Regions from separate parts of the Sus scrofa genome. Here regions 1 and 3 are each linked to region 2. A link is a contact called in public Hi-C and promoter capture Hi-C data. All regions are on one chromosome and are shown on one strand. Each heading gives the region's core, a stretch centred on a gene start, on an enhancer-like site or on the middle of the called end of the contact. The rest is flanking DNA. Distances are from core to core; before and after follow the strand shown.

Region 1 (3,431 bases), core at 404-2,903, 110 kb after region 2:
ATGCTGGGTGTGTGTAGCCTGTGTGTTTCAAGCCTATTTCCGTTCTTTCCTCTTTCAGTCCATTGCTTAAGTGACAAGTTCAGATGCTTGTGGCACTTAATGTATGAAGGGGAGAGGAAGAGAATTACCTTCCTTTGGTAGCCTCTCCAAGTCATTAACATGTAAGAAAAAAAGGGAAAAGATGAATAGTTGCCAAAGTCATTTCTTCGGTCCTTAGTTTGCCTGTGTGGCATCAGTGCATCTGCTCATTGGCCAGAAAGCGCCCTGGGGCCCGAGCTCCTATCCCGACCTCCACAGAGCTCCGCTGTGTGCGGGTGGCTCTCCGTATCCAGCAGATTACCTCGGTGAGGGATTTATGTGGTATCCTTGACAGTTTAGAAGTGGACTGGATAAAATTCACTTTTACTTTGTTGTCACTAATACTGCTCTTTATCTCATTGTGCTGTCACATACCCTTTGTCAAAAAAGAAAATCACATTGCCACCAATAACCACGATGCTAAGTGAAGATTATAACTGGCTAATAAGGTTCTTTTTATATACAAGGGTGTGTGCAAAATTGGAATTGATATGAGAAATTCATTTGTATCCACTTGTGATATTGCACAACAAACACAGATACCTACAGATTCTGTTTTCATTTCCTCGTGATCTTTATCTATAATGACCTTTGTAGATTGGTTATTTCTGTACTTTATCTGTAATAAACTTTGTAGATCCTGTGAAATGTTATTTTGCCTAAATCACTTGAGACTTGAGTCTTTAATAACAAAGCATCAATATTCACTAAAGTCAATCTCTTTTGAGTTTCTGTGACTTGGCTAGAAGCTCCTGACACTAAGGGATTGGTGTTCATTCTCCCTGGGGGGTTCACTAGGGCATTACTGTATAATGACTTGATGTTGCCACATAGACTTCAAGATATATGATATTTTGGGGATTTTGTTGATTGGCCTATGTTTTATTGCATAGTGTGAAATGTGTAAAGCTTGGTTAACCTGTATATAGATAGCTTATTGTTGACCAGTTATAGTATATTTAGGATTGCTTGTAATATTTAAGCTTCTTACTACTGTGCGTGCTGGTAGGAACATATAATTTTTGTATATTTACTGAGATGTTGCCCTTTTTTATTTTACAAATACTTTGGAATTCAAATGTGTTTTTTGCTTCCGTGAGGATTAATTTGGAAAGGTTTTTAATGACATTCCACTGATTTCAGATTTTGCTTGGAGACCGACTTAAATAAATTGTCCTGTATGTTCCAAATTAAACATGTGGACTTATTCATTGCCTGTAAGTTCTTGCTGCAACTCAATGGGCAAGAGGCCATTCTGGGCCGGGGCGGGGAGTGAGGGGGTTGAAACACCCAGAAAGTCCAGCCCAGCCAGCAAGGCCTACAGCCGGCGGCTCCCGAGCGGTGTACGGAGGGAGCCACGTGCTAATGTGCTACGCTGCTAAGACACTTGGATCCGGAAACGTGGGGTCTGCGTGGCTTCCACGGAGGGAAGGCCCGGGCCTCTGCAAAGTACTAAGTCTGGAAACCACGAGGTGACGGGAGGGGGACGAATGCCAGTGGCGATTCTTCACTTCCGCCCCTCCCTCTCCCACGCCCCGCCCCGCCTTGCTCCGCCCCTGACACCGGGTGCAGCTTCGCTGCCACCACCCCAGCACCTTCCTCTCTGCAGCCACGTCAGCCGCATCCAGTGATGGGGAAAGTGGCGGCAGCGGCCTTGGGGGCCGAGGTGGGCGTGCGGATCGCGCTGTTTGCGGCCTTCCTGTAAGGACTTGGGTTCGGACCCCCGGAGACCAGCCCCGCAACCCCCGGCCGCCCGGTGGAGAGCAGATCCGCCTCCCCTCCAGGCTCCGCCCGCTTCCGGGAAGCTGCCGACGCGCCTGCACCTTTGTGTTCCCCCTTTAGGGTAACAGAGCTGCTCCCGCCCTTTCAGAGGCTCATCCAACCCGAGGAGATGTGGCTTTATCGGAATCCGTACTTTGAAGCAGAGTATTTCCCTACCAAGCCGATGTTTGTGCGTGAGAACCAGCCTTCCTTTTGACCTTCGTTCGAGTTTAATGTTGGGAAGTGGGAGGGGCTCATCCTGTCTCCAAAATGACCTTTGTTGATGTGCTAAAACTTTGTATTTAAGATCCGGATTTACAGAACAAGGTGCCCATCCACTCTGGCTCAAGATACGGGTTCTGAGGACGCTTTAGGGCGCCCGGGGTAACTGGTCATTTAGTATACGGGTGATGGGTGCTCCTGGTGGTACTGTGTGCCCAGTTTAGCGCAGACAGACACTGGACACTGCATTTGCAGGGTAACAGGTCTAACAGGTGAGCTGTGCCTTCACTTCCGTCCTTCTCTTGTAGGAGCTATTTTCATACTTGTGGGAAGTTTTATGTGCGATTTTATCTTTTGTATTTTAACCCCTGACATATTCTGGTTCAGGTTATTGCATTTCTCTCTCCGCTGTCTCTGATCCTCCTGGCCAAATGTCTCAAGAAGGCAGACACAGCAGACAGCCAACAAGCCTGCCTGGGTAAGAGCCAGCCCTCCTGGCTGGTGTCTCCCTTTAGTGCTGAGAGAAGGGTGACGACGGGTTCCCTCACTGGGGTTGCAGTCTCAGTGTGTGGGAGCCACTGACCTGTGTTCCTAAACTAATTCTGTCACCCCTGTACTCCACCTGTGAGAAGAAGTTGGTTCACTGGGTGTGTCTCAGGGCACTGGATTATTTGTCTAGAGTACGGAAGTTGTCTGTGTACCACAACAGAGTGGTCACCGAGGGCCAGAATTTTCTTTTTTTTCCTCTTTAGGGCCACACCTGCTGCATATGGAAGTTCCTAGGCTAGGGGTCAAATCAGAGCTGCAGCTGCCAGCCTACACCACAGCCACAGCAACACCAGATCCTTAACTCGGTGAGTGTGGGACTGAACCCACATCCTCATTTTTAGACTCTGCTTAAAATTCTCGGGGAAAGAGCACAGTGGCCTTAGAGAAAGGTTAGTGTGTGTTTTGCTAGCAACTTTATCTAATAACACTTAGTCTTTTTAGGGCCGCACTTGTGGCATATGGAGGTTCCCAGGCTAGGGGTCTAATTGGAGCTGCACCCAAGGCATTTGGAAGTTCCCAGGCTTGGGATGGAAACAGAGCCGAGCCAGTGGCCTACACCACAGCCACAGCAATGCAGGATCCAAACCGAATCTGTGACCTATACCATAGCTCACAGCAATGCCAGATCCTTAACCCACGGAGCCACAATGAGAATTCCCAGAATTATTCTTATACTCAGCTCTGGGTGAAGCCTGACTATTGCTCTATAGAAACCACAGTTGCTCTCTTAATGGACAGCGACCATACGACTCTTTCAAGGCAGATCCTACTAACAGCAAGTTTCTTTATTTTCCAGCTGCCAGCCTTGCTCTGGCTCTAAA
Region 2 (3,127 bases), core at 82-2,581:
TTTCAGCCATAGGATGGAGAAAGAACTTTAGTATCTCACAGCGTCAGCCCGTTTTCCTGAAGCTGGGAAAGGAGTACAAGTCTCTCCAGGAGGGAAATCTCATCCACAGAGCTGACATTTTGAACAATTTAAATAATACCTTGAAATATCTGAACCCAGACTAAGGGCGGGTGGTCTCCTGCTGGAGAGAGACCAGACCCCATCCGGCGGTTAATCTAGTTTCGGCCGGGGGCACTCTCAGCCAGGACCGAATGCAACCACTTCCCGGGAGAGCCGGGGCGGGGTTGGGGCAGAATCGGGGCGGGGCCGGGAGGCCAGGCCCACCTGCGCCTTCTCGCCGCGGCGCCCTCTCGCCCGGATCCCGGGCTCTCCCGGTTACCTTTGCCTCCGATTCTCGACGACGTCGGGGCAGAACGCTCCCTACGCTTTCCCAGCCGATGGCTTTTGTGCGCGTTGTGCGTTAGTGGACTGTGTTTGCTGTGGTGGGGTCGGAGGTTGGGGGGGGGGTCTTTGTTTTTTGGATCGGGGGTGGTGCAGGCACTGGCCTTGGCAATCCTGCTTTTTGGAAGGAAGGCGAGGAGAAGCCGGGCGCAGGGTACGTAAGATAACGAGGAAGCGAAGCACGGAAAGAGCAGGGATGGAAAGTTGGGGGCGGGGGCGGAGAGCCGAGGTCAGGGGCTGAGGAGAGCGCTGGGTGGGGACTGGAAACTGTCGGGAAAATCAGAGCGCTGATGGGAGGAGCAGGATGTGGAGGGAGTGGGCTCTGGAGGAAAACAGGCAGGCGCGGTCCACCAAGCAACAGCTTAAGGACTTGACCCGCCCACCCTACCTCCTCCGGCCGGCTCCCGGGAACGGCTGCCTCAGTCCTCCAGTGCCTTCCCAATTCCCCTCCTCCCCCAGCTGCCCCAGCTAGAAGGGCCCGAAGCCCTATCTATGGCTCCACCTCTTTCCTCATCCGTTACGTCACTCTGAGTGACGACACCACCCACCAATGAGCTCTGAGATTCTGGGGCGCGAGGTCGTCCTTCGCGTAGGCATCCCAGGGGACCGCAAGGTCTGGTTCCACCCGCCAAAGGACTCCTTTACTGGGTTTAGTTTAAGGAGTGTCTATGCTGGGCGGAGGGCGGGCGCGCTCAACGGTCTTGTCCACATTTTGTAGGCTGTGGACTCCCACCTCCAAAACCCTTCCTTGGAGGCCGGATTAAAGAAGCTTTTACCCTATCGATAGCATAATATGTCTGATAGTCGCCATGGTAACAATCTCGGAGTACGAATTACATCACTTTGCTATATTCACCCCACCTTCCAACTCCGCAACTGCGGGGAGGGGTGGGCGGCAGGGAAAGAAGTGGGGAGAGGGAGTGGCAGAAAGGGCGGGAATGGTTAAGAAAAACATCCCTCTCCTATCTTCAGGGCCCCAAACTGGAGTGCTGTGAAGTCTTCGTATGGAAGTCTGAATTCCACTAAAAATTTCTTTATAAATGTTCTAAGTTATTATGATCAGTAGTTTCTGTAGAAATCTCAAAATAACATGTAAAAAAGAAAAAGTATATATAGTAGCCGTGCAGTAACATAGCACTTCAGTTCTTAGGATGGGTAACTGGGCCTTCTGGAAAAGGAAAAGATCTAAAAATGTTCTCGCCCCCCAATTATCTCTACTTATCCATTTCATCTGGCTCTAGGAGGAAAAAAAATTTTTGGTGGTCTACTTTAACACCAGACAGCAAGGAATTGCTTTCACACGGAGAATATTTCTCTTAATATGTGCCTGACCACAGACTTTACTCATCTGGGCTGCACATTTAAAAATGCAGACAGCTTTTTTTTTTTTTTTTTTTAAGGGAAAGTATGATACAGACAGCTTTTAATCCACAAAGCATTTTTCAGCTAATGACCAAAAGTATCGACTATGTTAAATAGGCCAAACTTTACAGTTTGGCCACTAGAGGGCCCTTTGTGCACGTCTGATGCCCAACTTTCCACACAGAGGCTTCACCTTCTGTGTTTACCAGAATTAACACATCTATTTACAAAGCTTTGGTCTCCTTACCTTTCTTTCTTTGAAAATTCCCAATGGTAAATTTTGAGCTCTAAAAGGCTAGGTAGGTATAATTTTCACATTAATTTCATAAATTAATCACTGCACTATCATGTATATGTACTTTTCTGGAAAAGATCATAAAAGATGCAAAAATATTCCTCTCAGATCCCTGGGAGACATTTTATACCGGGAAATATTCTTATTCATGCATTGTATTCATTTACAACCAGACACAGTGAAAATCATTAAGTATTCATAAACCAGATGAATAATTCCAAGCCCAGTATTTGAAAGATGAGCTAGATTTTCTACCATGGCCATATGTCAGCAATCCTATTTTAAAAGGAGAAAGGTTAAGAATCTTACTTTTTGGGAGTTTCCATCGTGGCACAGCAGAAACGAATCTGACTAGGAACCATGAGGTTGTGTGTTCAATCCCTGGCCTCACTCAGCAGATTAAGGATCTGGTGTTGCTATGAGCTGTGGTGTAGGTCACAAATCTAGCTGGGATCTGGTGTCACTGTGGCTGTGGTGTAGGATGGCAGCTGTACCTCTGATTAGACCCCAGCCTGGGAACCTACATATGCCGCCAGTGTGGCCCTAAAAAGACAAAAAGGAAAAAATAAAGAGTCTTTCTTATTGAAATCCATTAGTTCAAAGCAATGTTGCCTTCTCTTGTTATCAGTCCTGGTGATTTTTTTGACTTTCAGGATAAGTGATTTATCATGTAATGAGTTTTTGAATATAATCTTCAGAAGAGAAAAACTTTTTTTTCCTCCCTAAGCTGAGCCCTGAGAATTGTATTAGATTACTGTCTTAAGAAACTGCAGAGCTCCCAATGTGGCTCAGCAGTAATAAACCCGATTAGTATCCATGAGGATTTGGGTTCAATCCCTGGCCCTACTCAGTGGGTTAAGAATCCATCATTGCCCTGAGCTGCAGTGTAGGTCCAGACACAACTACACCTGTGGATCTGGCGTTGCCATGGCTGTAGTATAGGCCTTCAGCTGCAGCTGTGATTCCACCCTTAGCCTAGGAAATTCCATATGCAAGGTGTGACCGGAGGCGGGGGGAAGCTTTTCTCAC
Region 3 (2,940 bases), core at 309-2,808, 85 kb after region 2:
TTGAATGACAGGACTTTGAACTGTGCAGGTCCATTCACATGTGCATTGTTCTCAATGCGTGCCGCAGTACCACGCAATCCAAGGTTGGTTGAATCTGCAGATGGGAGGGATGGTGACTGAAAAAGTTACAGTGGATTCTGACTGTGGGGGGGTCAGCACCCCTAACCCCCCAACACTGTTCAAGGGTTATCTCTCTTCTCTTCTGCAAACAGTTCTTCCCATTTGAAGTAGACTTTTCCCATATCATATTCTTTAATCCAGAGTTTTCAGCTAATTGAGATTTTACTTAGAAGACAAAATGAGCACACTTATTTTTTAACTGTTTATATTGTGTTTTATCATGTTTTACTCTGGCATTGAGGAAAGCCTGATGGGATACAGCCAAGGCAACATTAGTTAAGAGCTGGCGATGCATGCTTTCTTACTTGCCAGCTGTTGATATTTAATTATGCCAGGAAACTGATCAGTTAAAAACATACTGTGTCCCTGAGGGGTCAGTGAACTTGAGTTTGCTGTAAAGTAGAACTTCTTTAGTTGAATATGATACAGAGTGTCCAGCTCTACTGAGTATCTCAGCTGCATTATAAAAAATAATTTTTAGTGTTTAATAAAGATTTTAGAAACCAACTAATGTCCCCAAATGCAGGTTTTTGTTTTAACTGCAAGTACGTAGTTTTCTAAACTCTTAGTAAATGAAATATTTGAAAGGACTCTATGGCATATCAGGCCTGTTAGATTATATTTAGACCATACTGAATATAAAATTTTGGTTTTGTTTTGGTTTTGCTTTAAAAGGCAGTTTTTTTAATTTTGTGAAAGTACTGTAAAGTATTTTCAATAGAATTTAAGTAGTATAGGAGTTCCCATTGTGGCTCAGTGGAAATAAACTGACTAGTATCCATGAGGACATGGGTTCAATCCCTAGTCTTGCTTAGTGGGTTAAGGATCTGGCGTTGCTGTGAGCTGTGGTGTAGGTCGCAGACATGACTGAGATCCCGAGTTGCTATTGTTGTGGCATTGCAGCTGCAGCTTCAGCTCTGATTCTACCTCTAGCCTGGAAATTTCCATATGCTGCAGGTGCAGCCCTAAAAAGCAAAACAAAAAAATTTAAGTAGTGTAATAGACCTTGAGTTGTTTTACTTTTGTAACTCTCTTTAAAAAAAAATAAAATAACCAGCAGTTCCCGTTGTGGGCTCAGCAGGTTAAAAACCTGACTGACATAGTGTCCATGAAGATTTGGGTTCAATCCCTGACCTTGCTCAGTGAGTTAAGGATCTGGCGTTGCGGCAAGCTGTGACATAGGTTGCAGATGCAGTTCAGATCTGGTGTTGCCGTGGTTGTGGCTAGCTGATTTGACCTCTTGCCTAGGAACTTCATATGCCACAGATGTGGCCATAAAAGAAAACGAAAAAAATAACCAGAGAAGATGGGGGAAAAAAAGATTAAGTGTTGGTCCTTTTTGTAGCCCCCAGCTGGGCCCATTATATACACTGTTTTGAGTTTGCCAGAGTTTTGCAAGCGTGCAGGACAGTCTGCCAGTAGAGGGCAGCGTTGTGAAGAGCAGTGATGACAGTTGTGTCCTGGATGAGACAGGGAGGAGGCCTGAAGTGTTTCATGCCACATCGTGTTAGTGAAAGAAAAAGTCAGCATAGGTCTTTTCCATCTGCCCATCCCTAAGAAAATAATAGTACTGAATGACTAGCTTTAGAGCCCTTTAAATAGACAGGTGTCAGAGATAGCAAAGTCCATGTTGCTTTGTAAATATTTTACCATTCTAGGCACTTTTACTCAGGGCGTTAGGTGAGTGTGTGTGTGTGTCTGTATAACTGAACCAACATTTTAAATACCAAGTTTAAAATTATCATGTTGGCTACTTTGGAATACATTCCAAATCAAGTATCATCAGTAAGTATATAAACCAGTATTTTCTTTTGCTTTACTTCATTCAGTAATTGGGCAACCTTTAAAGCAGGTGTGTCTGGAATTCCCTGTTGGCACAACAGGTTGAAGATCTGGCATTGTCACTGCAGTGACTTGGGGTGCTGCTGAAGCCTGGGTTTGATCCCTGGCATGGGAACTTCCACATGCCCTGGGTGCATGGAAAAAACAAACAAACAAACAAACAAAAACAGGTATTTTCAATTTAAGATAGGTAGAAAATGATCTATTGTCAAGGAACCTAGTTTTAAAGAAACTCTAGCTGTTTTGTTAAGTTTAACTAATATGCCTCTAGTAAAAGCAAATGAGGGAAAACCCATGTTTTAACAACAGGCCGTATTTGCAGCTTATCAATTTGGCAGTTATTCTGAAAGATTTGCTATATTTAAATGCTTTCTCTAAGCAAGATTAATTCCCAGATATTTTAACTGTGCAACTTTGTGCAGTTAACAGAAACCTTTCAGTTTCCTTTCTAGTACTTTACAGAAACTTATTCTAAATAGGTCAGATGTTGGGATTTTTAGAAGGGCTTAAAAGTTCTCCAGAAGTAAATGATATGTGTTCTTTTTAGCAGTATTTATAGAGGTCTCCTTTTTAAAAGAGATAAAATTGTAATAAATCCACACATTAAAAGAGATACTTTGTTTATGTTTTGGTATTAGAAAACAGCTTGTTTTGCCTTTGTTTCTTGCCTCATACCAGTTTCTCCCTCTGCACAGAGGATTTTTCTTTTACTTCTTAGTTATTGGTTATTTAAAATCATTAAGCAAATTCTTAAGGACTGAAATATCTAGAAATATTTTTAGAAATACTTAAGGGTTTAGAGGAACATTCCTTCTCCCCTCCCCCCATGGATCCATAGGATGTGTTTCAGCTTTATTTCAGAGTAGTGTATATTCTCTAGAATTTCCTTTCATCTAGAGGGTGGGATAAGATAAAAGTTCCTTAACATTCTTTTTTTTTTTTTTTTTTTTTCTTTTTTAGGGTTGCACCTGTGGCATA

What was found. Promoter capture Hi-C pulls out the DNA fragments that hold promoters and counts their contacts. A called contact is a pair of places that touch in the nucleus more often than the background predicts.
Region 1: a promoter capture Hi-C map of liver shows a contact between it and region 2, with 9 times the contacts expected there. The contact joins the promoter of PLPP5 here to the promoter of LETM2 in region 2. A contact is called at or near these places in 4 of 5 promoter capture datasets (fetal liver, fetal skeletal muscle, liver and 1 more), 19 of 47 Hi-C or Micro-C datasets (alveolar macrophages, embryonic fibroblasts, fetal heart ventricle and 10 more) and 2 of 2 datasets of contacts at active chromatin or transcription factors (alveolar macrophages and skeletal muscle).
Region 3: a contact with region 2 is called in a Hi-C map of liver, with 2.7 times the contacts expected there. The contact joins the enhancer-like site here to the promoter of LETM2 in region 2. A contact is called at or near these places in 1 of 5 promoter capture datasets (liver), 15 of 47 Hi-C or Micro-C datasets (alveolar macrophages, blood, brain and 4 more) and 2 of 2 datasets of contacts at active chromatin or transcription factors (alveolar macrophages and skeletal muscle).

The regions. Positions count from the first base shown.
Region 1 is chr15:48,244,401-48,247,831 of Sscrofa11.1, forward strand. It overlaps PLPP5 (phospholipid phosphatase 5), which reads left to right and starts at 1,654. Exons shown (of 8, transcript XM_005671771.3): 1 at 1,654-1,779; 2 at 1,921-2,029; 3 at 2,449-2,539; 4 at 3,407-3,431. The coding sequence starts at 1,709. It overlaps NSD3 (histone-lysine N-methyltransferase NSD3), which reads left to right. Exons shown (of 24, transcript XM_021075908.1): 24 at 1-1,273. The region is part of intron 15 of DDHD2 (phospholipase DDHD2); the gene reads right to left.
Region 2 is chr15:48,131,095-48,134,221 of Sscrofa11.1, forward strand. LETM2 (LETM1 domain-containing protein LETM2, mitochondrial) reads right to left here and starts at 1,332. Exons shown (of 9, transcript XM_013984075.2): 1 at 830-1,332. The region is part of intron 1 of NSD3 (histone-lysine N-methyltransferase NSD3); the gene reads left to right.
Region 3 is chr15:48,215,978-48,218,917 of Sscrofa11.1, forward strand. All of the region lies in intron 14 of NSD3 (histone-lysine N-methyltransferase NSD3), which reads left to right. Among named protein-coding and RNA genes, the nearest start is that of PLPP5, 29 kb to the right of the region's middle. Within about 2 kb of position 1,559, at least 3 of the 83 cell types and tissues checked have an H3K27ac peak or open chromatin away from gene starts, as enhancers often do. A contact at or near this core is called in liver, where this site is marked.